Regions from separate parts of the Sus scrofa genome. Here region 1 is linked to region 2. The links are chromatin contacts, called in public HiChIP or PLAC-seq maps. All regions are on one chromosome and are shown on one strand. The core of a region is the stretch at or near the end of the contact, and the rest is flanking DNA. Distances in the headings are between cores, read along the strand shown.

Evidence for each region. HiChIP or PLAC-seq counts read pairs in DNA pulled down with a chosen protein or histone mark.
Region 1: an H3K27ac HiChIP or PLAC-seq map of alveolar macrophages shows a contact between it and region 2. The contact joins the enhancer-like site here to the promoter of ABHD8 in region 2. A contact is called at or near these places in 1 of 5 promoter capture datasets (fetal liver), 9 of 47 Hi-C or Micro-C datasets (embryonic fibroblasts, epiblast stem cells, fetal skeletal muscle and 5 more) and 2 of 2 datasets of contacts at active chromatin or transcription factors (alveolar macrophages and skeletal muscle).

Annotation. Positions count from the first base shown.
Region 1 is chr2:60,603,496-60,609,214 of Sscrofa11.1, forward strand. No RefSeq gene overlaps it. Among named protein-coding and RNA genes, the nearest start is that of CPAMD8, 30 kb to the right of the region's middle. Within about 2 kb of position 1,561, at least 3 of the 83 cell types and tissues checked have an H3K27ac peak or open chromatin away from gene starts, as enhancers often do. A contact at or near this core is called in alveolar macrophages, where this site is marked.
Region 2 is chr2:60,376,854-60,382,612 of Sscrofa11.1, forward strand. ABHD8 (protein ABHD8) reads left to right here and starts at 3,838. Exons shown (of 5, transcript XM_021083570.1): 1 at 3,838-4,055; 2 at 5,201-5,759. The coding sequence starts at 5,209. It overlaps DDA1 (DET1- and DDB1-associated protein 1), which reads right to left and starts at 133. Exons shown (of 5, transcript XM_021083567.1): 1 at 1-133. MRPL34 (39S ribosomal protein L34, mitochondrial) reads right to left here and starts at 2,114. Exons shown (of 2, transcript XM_021083568.1): 1 at 1,886-2,114; 2 at 1,051-1,702. The coding sequence starts at 1,959. The coding sequence ends at 1,489.

The DNA of each region.
Region 1 (5,719 bases), core at 311-2,810, 220 kb after region 2:
GATTTATAACGTTGTGCCAATTTCTGCTATACAGCACAGTGACCCAGTTGTGTGTGTGTGTGTGTGTGTGTGTGTGTGTGTGTGTGTGTGGTGTGTCCATTACCTTTCTTATGGTCTCTTCCATCATGTTTATCCCAAGAAACTGGATATAGGGACCTCGCTGCTTATCCATTCTAAATATAATAATTTTCATCTACTAACCCCAAACTTCCAGTACATCCCACTCCCTCCACCTTGGCAACTACAAGTTTGCTCTCTCTGTCTGTGAGTCTGTTTCTGTTCCGTAGATAGATTCATTTGTGACATATATTAGGTTCTATATATAAGTGATATCATATGCTATTTGTCTTTCTTTTTCTGACTTCCTTCACTTAGTATGACAATCTCTAGCTGCAAGCGTGTTGCTGCAAATGGCATTATTTCTTTCCTTTTTATGGGCTGAGTAGTATTCCACTGTGTATATGTACTACATCTTTTTTTTTTTTTTTTTTGTCTTTTCTAGGGCCATACCCATGGCATATGGAGGTTCCCAGGCTAGGCGTATAATCAGAGCTATAGCTGCTGGCCTACACCACAGCCACAGCAATGCCAGATTCGAGCCACGTCTTCAACCTACACCACAGCTCATGGAAACACTGGAATCCTTAACCCACTGATTGAGGCCAGGGATCGAACCAACAACCTTATGGTTCCTAGTCAGATTCGTTGACCACTGAGCCACTGCAGAACTCCTGTACTACATCTTCTTAATCCATTCATCTGTCAATGGACATTTAGGTGGTTTCTATGTCTTAGCTATTGCAAAGGGTGTCACCAATTTTTTTTTTGGTCTTTTTGCCTTTTCTAGGGCTGATCTCATGGCATATGGAGGTTCCCAGGCTAGGGGTCCAATAGGAGCTCCAGCCACTGGCTTATGCCAGAGCCACAGCAACTCGGGATCCGAGCCGTGTCTGTGACCTGCACCACAGCTCCGGATCCTTAACCCACTGAGCAAGGCCAGGAATTGAACCTGCAACCTCATGGTTCCTAGCAGGATTTGTTAACCACTGAGCCACAATGGGAACTCCGGGTGTCATCACTTTGAATGAGAGTTTGTGGGCCAAGAAATAGTTGGGCTTTTTGTGCATTGCTCTCATGCCAAAGAAGAGCTGCCCACTATTGCTGGAGAGGCAGGCCTGTGAGGAGTTGGACAAAATGTTGCATTGGTGAGGGACCTCCCCAGACTCCTTATAGAATGAGTGCGCTGACTAGAATTGAACACTGAATCCACCAACAGTGATGAACTGCGTGACAGATCATGAGTGAGCTTCTGTCCTCCTGGTCTACATTTTCCATTTTTTGGTAATGAACACAGGTCAGGTCCACAATCAGAAAAACGGTGGTCTCATGTCAATTTGGTGACAGCTTCTAGAAGGAGAGGCTGGGTGACGCCGTCATAGCAGATGAGAGACAAGAAACTGCAGGGCTCAAATCTTCTCTAAGAATCTTGCTGTCAGGGCACTGGTGGGGAAGCAATCACAAAACAATGAAATGATGCCAAAGAATGTCATCACCATGGTGACGCAGCTCTTCTCTGGAGGCACACAGGGAAGGAAGTGACTGACTCTATGGGGGGGGAGTTATAACCTCTTCCCATTTCCCCGGATTTTCTCTCACCCCTCAACGCACTCCAGATCTGCCATCACACCAAAACTGTGCCAGCTCCTTCTTCTGACTTTTCATTATGGGGGGACGGAATTTTACCTTCACATGCCTGAGAACAAAATTTGCTACCATTCTCATCACTTCCTGAAGATCAGAGCTGTTTCACACACTCCTTCTGCTCTTAAATACCTTTGCAATTCCCCTCCCTAGTTATATACCCAAAAGAATTGAGAACAGGTTGTCTTACTGTTTGGGCTGTTATAACCAAATATCTTAGACTGGGCAACCTAAAAACCACAGAAACTGTATTTCAGTTCTGAAAATCCAAGATCAAGGTGTCAGTAGATTGGGTGTCTGGTGAGGGCCTGCATCCTGTTTCACCCACAGCATCTTCTTTCTGTGTCCTCGTGTGGTGGAAGGGGAGAGGAAGCTCTCTGGGGTCTCTTTGTTAAGGGCACTTATTCATGAGGGCTTCACCTTTTTTTAAAAAATTAAAGTACAGTTGATTTACAATGTCGTGCCAATTTCTGCTGGACAGCAAGGTGACCCAGTCATATATATCCATTCCCTTTCTTATATTATCTTCCATCATGGTCTATCCCAAGAGTCTGGATAGAGTTCCCTGCGCTGTACAGCAGGACCTCATTGCTTATCGATTCTAAATGTCATAATTTGCATCTACTAACCCCAAACTCCCAGTCCCTCCCACTATGTCACGTTTTCTTTATCCATTCATCTGTCAGTGGGCACTTAGGTTGCTTCTATGTCTTGGCTATTGTAAATTATGCTGCAGTGAACATGGTGCATAATCACTCAATATCTTTTCCAGTTAGTCATTTTGTTTCCTCTGCATTAATATGCAGAAGTGGAATTGCAGGATATTATGTTGGAACCTGTAGTCAGCACAGAATGGACTGAAGTAGATGGAGGGGATGGGACCAGAAGGAAGAGGCCACAGAGAGGCAGTCTTGAGGTCACTCATGCCTCAGTTTATCTTTGAGGTGCCCTCTCGGGCCAGGTTCTTCACTGGGAGGTGAGATGGAGCACCTGCTCTCTGCAAAGTCCTTCTTAGCTGGGTGGCAGTCCTGTGGAGGGGATGGGACTCAGGTTGGTTGAAAGGTGAATTGGGGGCTCAAAGTGGACAGCGCCCCTGCCTGTGGCTGGGGGTGGAGGAGCAAAGCACCCATGAGAGGCCACTATGAGGCCAGGTCTTCACGGAGGAGATGGCGGCGCAGGGGGCGGGGGGGGGGGGGCGGCATTGCAGGAACCAGAGCTCTGTTCAGAGGGGTCTCACACAGCTTTCTGCTTTTCTTCCATCTTCCCTCTTGTGGTCCTGGCGCTGGGGTTCTCCAAATGGCCTCTAGGGGGCAGCAAGTCCCCGGCTCTCCAGTGTCCATGTTTTTCAGCCCTCTGGCCAGTTACGCCCAGCTGCTGCCACCACCCATCAATTGAGCTGAAATCACTCATGTCTCTGCTTGCTTAGAAGAAAGAATAAAATAGCGACTACCACAGATTGTATTCGTGTTTCAGTATCTCTTATACCTTAGGGACTTTTTTTTGACAGGTTCCTTGTAGAAAATTGAGATCATCCAGAGTTGCGTGGCGAATCACCCAGAACTGTCACCTGTGAGAGATCAGCAGGACTCACATTTCAGAGCAAATAATTCCATTCGAATTTCATACAGAAACGAAGTGGAAATATACAGTTGTAACGTGCCTCTCTTTCACCTGCAGTCTCGTGGGCACTATTTTTGTGGCAAGTATCCTGGAATATCATCACCCTTTATGACTTGGCACACTTCGTTTCACATTTCACTGCTGCACTGGCATCATATGGGTTGGGTGTTAGCCCCAGCTCTGTCCTGGAACCTCTCAGCTCCACACCTTGGACAGTGGCCTGGACTTGTGCAGCCTGTCTGATTATGTAACGTGCAACATTCAAGTGGTAGTTAACTGTGGTGGAGGTTTCAATCCTGGGATTGCTGGTCTTCAAAGAGAATTCTGCATCATGAGAGGGTTTGGGACACTGTCTGGGGCACTACCTGGAATGGGAATAAAAAGAATGAGATTTACCCAAACAACTGGTGAAGCTCAGGCAGACACCTGGTCTGGGGGCCTCAGTGGGGGTGAATATTGGCTCTCTGAAAAGTTATCTTCACCCCTAGAACCTGGGTGAATTACTTGGAAAAGGGTCTTTGCAGAAGTAATTAAATGAAGGATCCTTTTTTCTTCCTTTTTATGGCCGTGCCTGTGACATATGGAAGTTCCTGGGCTAGGGGTTGAATTGGAGGTGCAGTTGAAGCCCATGCCACAGCTACAGCAATGCCAGATCCGAGCTGCAGCTGCAACCTACACCATAGCTTGCCACAATGCCAGATCTTTAACCCACTGAGTGAGGTTGGGGATTGGGTCTGCATCCTCACAGATACTGTGTCAGATTCTTAACCTGCTGAGCCACAGCAGGAACTCTGTTTTTGAAATCTGTAAGTCTGTTTCTGTTCTGCAAATAAGTTCTTTTGTATTTTTCGATTCCACATATAAATGATATCATAAGATACTTTTTCTCTGACTTACTTCACTTAATATGATAATCTCTAGGTCCATGTGTGTTACTTCAAATGGCATTTCATTGATTTTCATGGCTGAGTAATATTCCATTGTGTATATGTACCATATCTTCTTTATCCGTTCCTCTCTTGGTGGACATTTAGGTTGCTTCCATATCTTGGCTATTGTAAATACAGATGCTATGAACATTGGGGAGCATGTATCTTTTCCAATTATGGATTTCTCTGGATATATGACTAGGAGTGGGATTGCTAGATCCTATGATAGTTCTGTTCTTACTTTTTGAGGACCCTCCATACAGTTTTCCATAGTGGTTATACCATAAATTTCTGTTATTTTAAGCCATCAAGTCTGTAGCTATTTGTTACAGTAGCTCCAGGAAGCTAACAGAGGGTCCAGAGATAAGAAGGGGCTTCCACGGAAAAGAGGGCGTTGTGGCTTTGGTGCCAGGGACCACCTGTCTCCTGGGGTGGCCCTCTCACTGCACAGATCACGATCTGGCCTGAGTTCCTTTAGTGAGTTTGGACAAGAAGCAGCTTTCAGACTCCTGCCTAGCCTACCTCGATTCAAGGGGAGAGCTGTGGCCTCCATGTACAGGAACTGGAGTGGACTGGGAGAGGCATGAAGAATCGTGAGAAAGCCCTGAAGTAACTGGTGAGAATTGGATGGGCCTTTATCAGAAAAAGGCAGGAGTTCCCTATGCGGCTCAGCAGGTTAAGGACCCAACTAGTATCTATGAGGACTCGGGTTTGTTCCCTGGCCTTGCTCAGTGGATTAAGGAGCCTGAGTTGCTACAGCTGTGGTGTAGGTCACAGATGCGGCTCAGATCCCATGTTGCTGTGGCTGTGGCCTAGGCCGGCGGCTACAGTTCCCATTTGACCCCTAGCCCAGAACTTCCACATGCCATGGTGCGACCCTGAAAAAGAAAAAAAAAAAAGAAAAATGCAGAACGATCTGGGTCTGCACCATCTCAGCTGGTATAACTCAGGTTCAGACATTTCTTTTCAAGGACATGCCACAGTCAAGGTCTGGGATAGGTCCACACAGGGGAATCACAGGCTCCACTTGACACCAAGGAATTACAATGAACATGGGTGGAGGTGAGGGACTATGGAGCCAGAGGCTGTGCTTGAATCCCACCCTGCGGTGTTTCAGGTGACCATGCGATGAACGGTACCATCTCCCTGGGCCCGCATCTGTCCCCTGCAAACAGGGACAGTGATGGTCACTTCTGAGTAATCTGGCTTCTATGCACAAGAACCTGGTTTGTGGAATTCCCTGGTGGCTCAGTGTATTCAGGATTCAGCATTGTCATTGCTGTGGTGCTGGTTCGATCCCTGGTCCAGGAATTTCTGCATGCCAAGGGTGTGGCCAAAGAATGTTTTATTAAAAATTTTATTTTATTTATTTATTTTTTTTAACTTGCATGTAAATTTTTAAAAAAATTTTAAGGGAGTCCCCGTTGTGGCTCAATGGGTTAAGAACTTGACACAGTGCCTGTGAGGAC
Region 2 (5,759 bases), core at 2,588-5,087:
CCTCCTCAGCCACCGTCTCTGCTGCCGCCGCCGCCACCACAGCCGCCTTCTTAGCCGCCGCCGCACAGTAACTTCCAGCCACCGCACAGCCCACACTGATGGTGTGGCCGCCCGTCCGTCATTGGTCCGCCCTCTAGCCCCGCCTCTAGGCTATAAGGTCTTTGCGCGCTCCCATTGGCCTGATCTAACTAAGTCACGCGCCCATTGGACGTCACGCCTCCTCCCTTCGTGGTCAAGTTCGGTTGAGGGAGCAAAACCCCGCCCGGGAATTGCAAGAGAGGGGCAGCGAACTCCGGAAGTGGGCGGAGGCTGCCCCCAAAGCCTCTTGGAATTTGTAGTCTGCGGCACCTGGAGGTCCCGGAGGTGGGGACCCACCATGACACTCTCAGCCTCCTCCCCAGGGTCCCAATCTTAGGTTTCAGCATATCTAAGCTATTCCACACTAGCTGCTTGAATTATCTTTGAACTGACAACCCAGACTCTTCTTCGAACACTTCCCGTGACTCCTCATTACCCCAAGGGTTCAGTCCCACCTCCTCGGCCCCATATCCTGGGCCCCTCCAGCCAAATTCGTCCACCTTTTATGCTGACCCCTCTCTAGTCCCTCCTTCCTTCGGCCCTCCCACACCCTGCCATCTCTTCCTGGAAGCCTTCCCTGTGTTCTTCCCAATGCCAAGTCGGGTGCTTCCTCATGGCCCCATAGCCCTCACCACCCTCTTACCAGCCCTGACTCCACTATGTCCAAACTGCCTGCGTACGAATCTACCTCCCAACTCCTCACCAGCCTGACAGCCTGGACAGAACAAGGATTTATTGAGGAAGTACTCCTCAGGTTACTAAGGGGAAGTTAGTATTATTACTCCAGCAACAACACAGCAAGGGAGAAACGAGCACCTGATTTTGTAGAAGCCAGATAAGCCTCAGAGAGTTAAGGTCTTGCTCAAAGTCACATAGCCCATCCCCAAGGGGCAGGTGGTTGGGTTCATATCCCTCCCAACTCTCCACAAGCCTTCCTAGAACCGTGGGAATCACGACATTTTACAACACAAGTGAAAATGTGAACATTTATTAGACTTTCAATGACTAAAAGAACTGATAACTTTTTTTCAGCTGTGAAAAGTTTTGTGAATATGTATTAAAGAGCCCTTATCTTGAAGAGGTGCCTTCTGAAATATTTACAGAATAATCTGACGCCTGAGATTTGCATCTCAGGAGGGGGCAGGATGGGTTGTGGGTAATTGGTCACTAGACTGTTGCGTTAAGTTCGAAATTCTTCCTAATTCAAAAGCGTAAAAAAGCACCGGGCAAGGTCTGACTTCCACTCCTTTTTCCAGTATAATACCAGATTTCTTCCCCTGGGCCAATGTGAGGGATATTCATGTCCGTCCGAATCCCAGTCGTCCTGCTCTCCAGCTCTCCACAAAAACAGCCACAGGCTAAGCGAGGGAAATGATTTAATGAGGGGTCCAGGCGGCAGCGTCGCCCTTCTCAATGGCTCAATGATTTTCGGCCCTTGTGCATGCGACGAAGAATGACTTGGACCCCGGTTGGCGTTCTCAAGCGCCGGACCCAACCATGCTTGTGCTTGCGTTTGATGTTACTCGGCTGATACTCGTTCCCGCGCGCCTTGCCCCGGGTCTGCTGCATGGCGGGGAGTCCCCATGTATCCGGGAACCCCAGCCAGGCCTGGGGCTGGAGCCACCTGCCCGGTCAGAGAAAAAGCGAGAAAGGTCAGAAAAGATTGCTGTGTGACTGCTGCGTGGCGCTCAACCTCGAGTTCGCAAGGCATTGGAAGGAAGGTCATGTCGTTGGTAAATAGCTGGGGTCAGCCCCTCGACTCCGCTCTTACTCCCAGATTTGGGAAGGGGACCCACTGAGGACTCACCTGCCACCTACTAGCGCCGCTGACCTACTGACGGGGTCCAAGAGGCGACCCACGGATCTAGCCAAGAAAGCCATGTCCAGCCGCCGGCACTCCGTCCAGTGGCAGCTATTCCGAAACCCGTAGGTTCCGCAGCTGCGAACGAGGACTTCTGGGAGTTGTAGTTTTTCCTACAGCGGAGCCTTCCTTGCCGCGGGGGCCTCCCGGAATTGTAGTTCTACGTCTGCGCGCCCACACCTTAGGCGTGAGCGTCCTTGCACACAGGCGCATGTAATTTTTCAGATGGACCAGCAGGTGGCAGGAGAACGGCGCCTCCTCAGCAGACGCTTGCGTACAGAGCATTAAGTCCCCGGGTCTGCTAGGAGTTGTAGTTTCTTTTCCTGCAGACCCGAGGAGGGTACACTTGGGTGACGGTGGCGCAGCTGGTGGCAGCCTCAGGAGACGGCTGGTTGAATTTCCCACCCCCAGCGGGAGCCAGGCAGATGGCACACAGCTGGCTGGCAGCTTTCCTTTAGCCCCAGCCAAGTCTCTGCCTCTTGGCTGTGAGCCCAGGCGGTCTGAGTTCAAGTTGGCCGTATGTCCTTGGGTGGTTATTCAGTTTCTCAATCTGTAAAACCCAAGGGTTGCAAGCTTGCCCTTGGTCGTACCCCCATTCAGACCTTAGGAGAAAATTTCTAGTATTCATATATGAACCCTTTCCCTTCTCACATACCATCTCTGGCTCCCCATAGTCCCCGGGAAAATATCCAGCTCCACTGCCAGGCATTTGAAGCCCACTCTCCTCTCGACAGACATACACACACATCCTAAATTTCAGCTATACCCTCCTCTGGCTGGTGCTCTCCTATTCATCTTTTAAAAATCCTCCTCAGATACTCCCCTTTCTCCAGACTTGCCCCTCCCTCTGGCTCAACACTGCCCCCCCAACCCCAGTTCTCCCCAGACTCTCCCTGAAGCTGAGGGGGTCCTCAAGAGCCAGACTTGCAGGCACCCCAGCATCCTCCCCGCTTGGAGAGGGGGAGGGGAATTTTTTTTTCTGGATGAATAAACTGTAGTCTCCCAGGAGCACCCTGAGTGGGCAAGAGTGGGTGGCTGGACCTAATCCAACTCTGGCAGCAAATTCCAGGGAATAGGACTGGGCAAGGGATGCTTAACCCCTTGTCCTCTGAAGCCCATCCTACCTGAACCACCATTTTGCAAACCTCTGCAATACTACACCAGTACAATAATAACACCAGTAATGTATGAAGCACTTTCCCTGCTGAGTGTTTTACCTGCATAGCAAATTTATGAGGGGATTAATTTCATAGAGAAATAAGTGGAGTCTCAGGAAAGGGGTTTGCCCAAGGTCACATATCAGCAAAAGGCAGAGGCTGGACCATGGCCTCTCTGACTCCAGCTGGGACCACAGCTCCCAGTTAAATTGGCCACCAGTTGGCCTATCTGTGAAATTCCAATTCCCTATTTACCCAAAGCTCCAAGACATCTGTTTAATGATTTAACGAATAACAATTTGCAGGAGTTGGAATCACAAAGCCGTGGTTCCAAGTCCCATCTCTGCCCCTCATCTTGCCTTGTAAACTTGTGCCCTTTATGCACCTCGGTTTCCCCGACTGAAATTGCAAGGATCTGGAACATTGTATATTGGAAAGGTTATAGCACAGGGAGAGGGGTATGGGGGCTCCGTTTGAAGGGCAGCTTGAAGGCAGAAGCCGGCCAAGGAGATCCTATTTGCAGTGCAGGGGGCTTCGACTGCCGCCTGTCAGGATCTCAGATTGAGACCCCTTCTCGGTTCTGGACCAGGCCTAATCCCTCCCTCCACCTCCAAAAGCCCTGGTGGGAGGCGGGGCCGTTACCCCAATTGCCCGCCCTCACTCCGGAGCTTCCGCCTCTGATTGGTAGTCTAACTAGGCCAGGTCTTTCCGCAGCTGCGACTGGCCGAGGCGCCAGTCAGTCGGCGCACGGTACCGCCCCTTCAAGGGAGACACTTAAAGGGCCGGCTGTTCAGCAGCAGCGGGATGTCCCCGCGCTGACCGCCCCGGGCCCGTGCCCGCCCGTGTAGATGCGCCTGGGCCAACCCCGCGCAACCATGTAAACGGCGCCCGCAAGCGGACGCTGGCTTCTCCGCCCGCGACACCTCTGCCCTGCCCCGGGCCCCGGGGCCCTCGATGAGGTGAGCAAGGAGCGGGCCCCGGGAAGGGGACATCGAGGCCCCTGGGTCTTTCACCATGGAGGGGGGCGTCCACAAAACCTGCCCTCGGGCTTTTAGGAAGCCGCGGAGACCCGGTGGCTTCGACTCCGCCACAGTGCTGACGGGCACCGGGGAGGCGGGGGCCCGGCTCTGTGAAGGGGGCTGGAGTGGCGCATTTGCGCCCCCCTCCGCAATCCCGCGTTGGAACCCTGCCGGAGGTAGGGGGTGCGGCCTGGTCCCCCCTCATCAGCAAGTATGGGCCGGGCGTTCAGCTTTCATTATCCTCGCGGAGCGCAGGATGGGGATGGGGAGGGGTTCGTCCCATCTCCAGGGCCTAAACAATGGGGGTGCGCTTCGCGGGTATCCCCCTCGAGTTATGTAACAGCCTGCAGTTGCCATGGACACGGGTGGGGGGGGTGGCCTGAGGAGCAGGATGGTGGCCTGGAGGCCCCCGCCAGGGCTTTACCTTCTTCATCCTCATTTCCACCACCGGGGGCTGTGTGTCAGATTCCCCAGAAGCCAGGGTATTGACCAGTGGGGACAGAGCAGCAGCAGAGTGTCTGGGCCTCAACTTGTCTGTCTGTGAAACAGACCCATTGCACTGTGGTCTTGGGGAGTTGGGCCTTCTGGAGCTCAGGGCCACACCTTTCAGAAGCCATGTTTAGAGGCCTGGGATGGGGGCTTATTGGGGTATGCACCTTTTTAGATGCCTTTGGAGCTCTCAGGATATGCTGTTTTAGTGAAATTCAGTCAATGAAAGAGTGCATGAATGAATGAATGGACGAATGAATGAAAGGATTTAAGAAGGCATACCTGGTATATACCTGAGCTGAAGTGTCCCCAGGAATGGGCCACATTTGCCACAGTGCCCTTTCCTCCAGGGAAGCCCCCCCCACCCCCACTCCACCACCTTCCCTATGGATGCCTCTTGGTGTTAGCCCTAGCCACAGCCTTCTCTCTAGGACAGACCAGGCTGGCCCAGGAGGGTGGCCCACCACTGTCTCAGTGCTTGACAGAGGCCTCCCAGTGAAACTCACCTGACCCAGGTGTGGGGAGTGGGTGCTATGGGAGTGGAAGTCCCCCTGTTTAGACGGCTTCTGACCTGGCTGTCACCCCCCAACTCACAGGACACACCATGCTGACCGGGGTGACCGATGGGATCTTCTGCTGCCTGCTAGGCGCGCCACCCAATGCAGTGGGGCCATTGGAGAGCGTGGAGTCCAGCGATGGCTACACCTTTGTGGAAGTCAAACCTGGCCGAGTGCTGCGGGTGAAGCATGCTGGACCCGCTCCAGCCCCCACCCCATCTCCACCACTGTCGGACACTGCCCAGGGGGACCAAACCGGCTTGGTCCGCTGCCAGCGCAGAATCACTGTGTACCGCAATGGGCGGTTACTGGTGGAGAATCTGGGCCGGGCACCACGAGCTGACCTCCTGCACGGGCAGAATGGCTCCGGGGAGCCACCAGCCGCCCTAGAGGTAGAGCTGGCGGACCCAGCCGGTAGCGATGGCCGCTCGGGCACAGGCAGTGCTGGGAGTGGCAGTGGTGGGCGACGGAGGCGAGCCCGACGCCCAAAGCGGACCATCCACATTGACTGTGAGAAGCGCATCACCAGCTGCAAGGGCGCCCAGGCCGACGTGGTGCTCTTTTTCATCCACGGCGTCGGTGGGTCCCTGGCTATTTG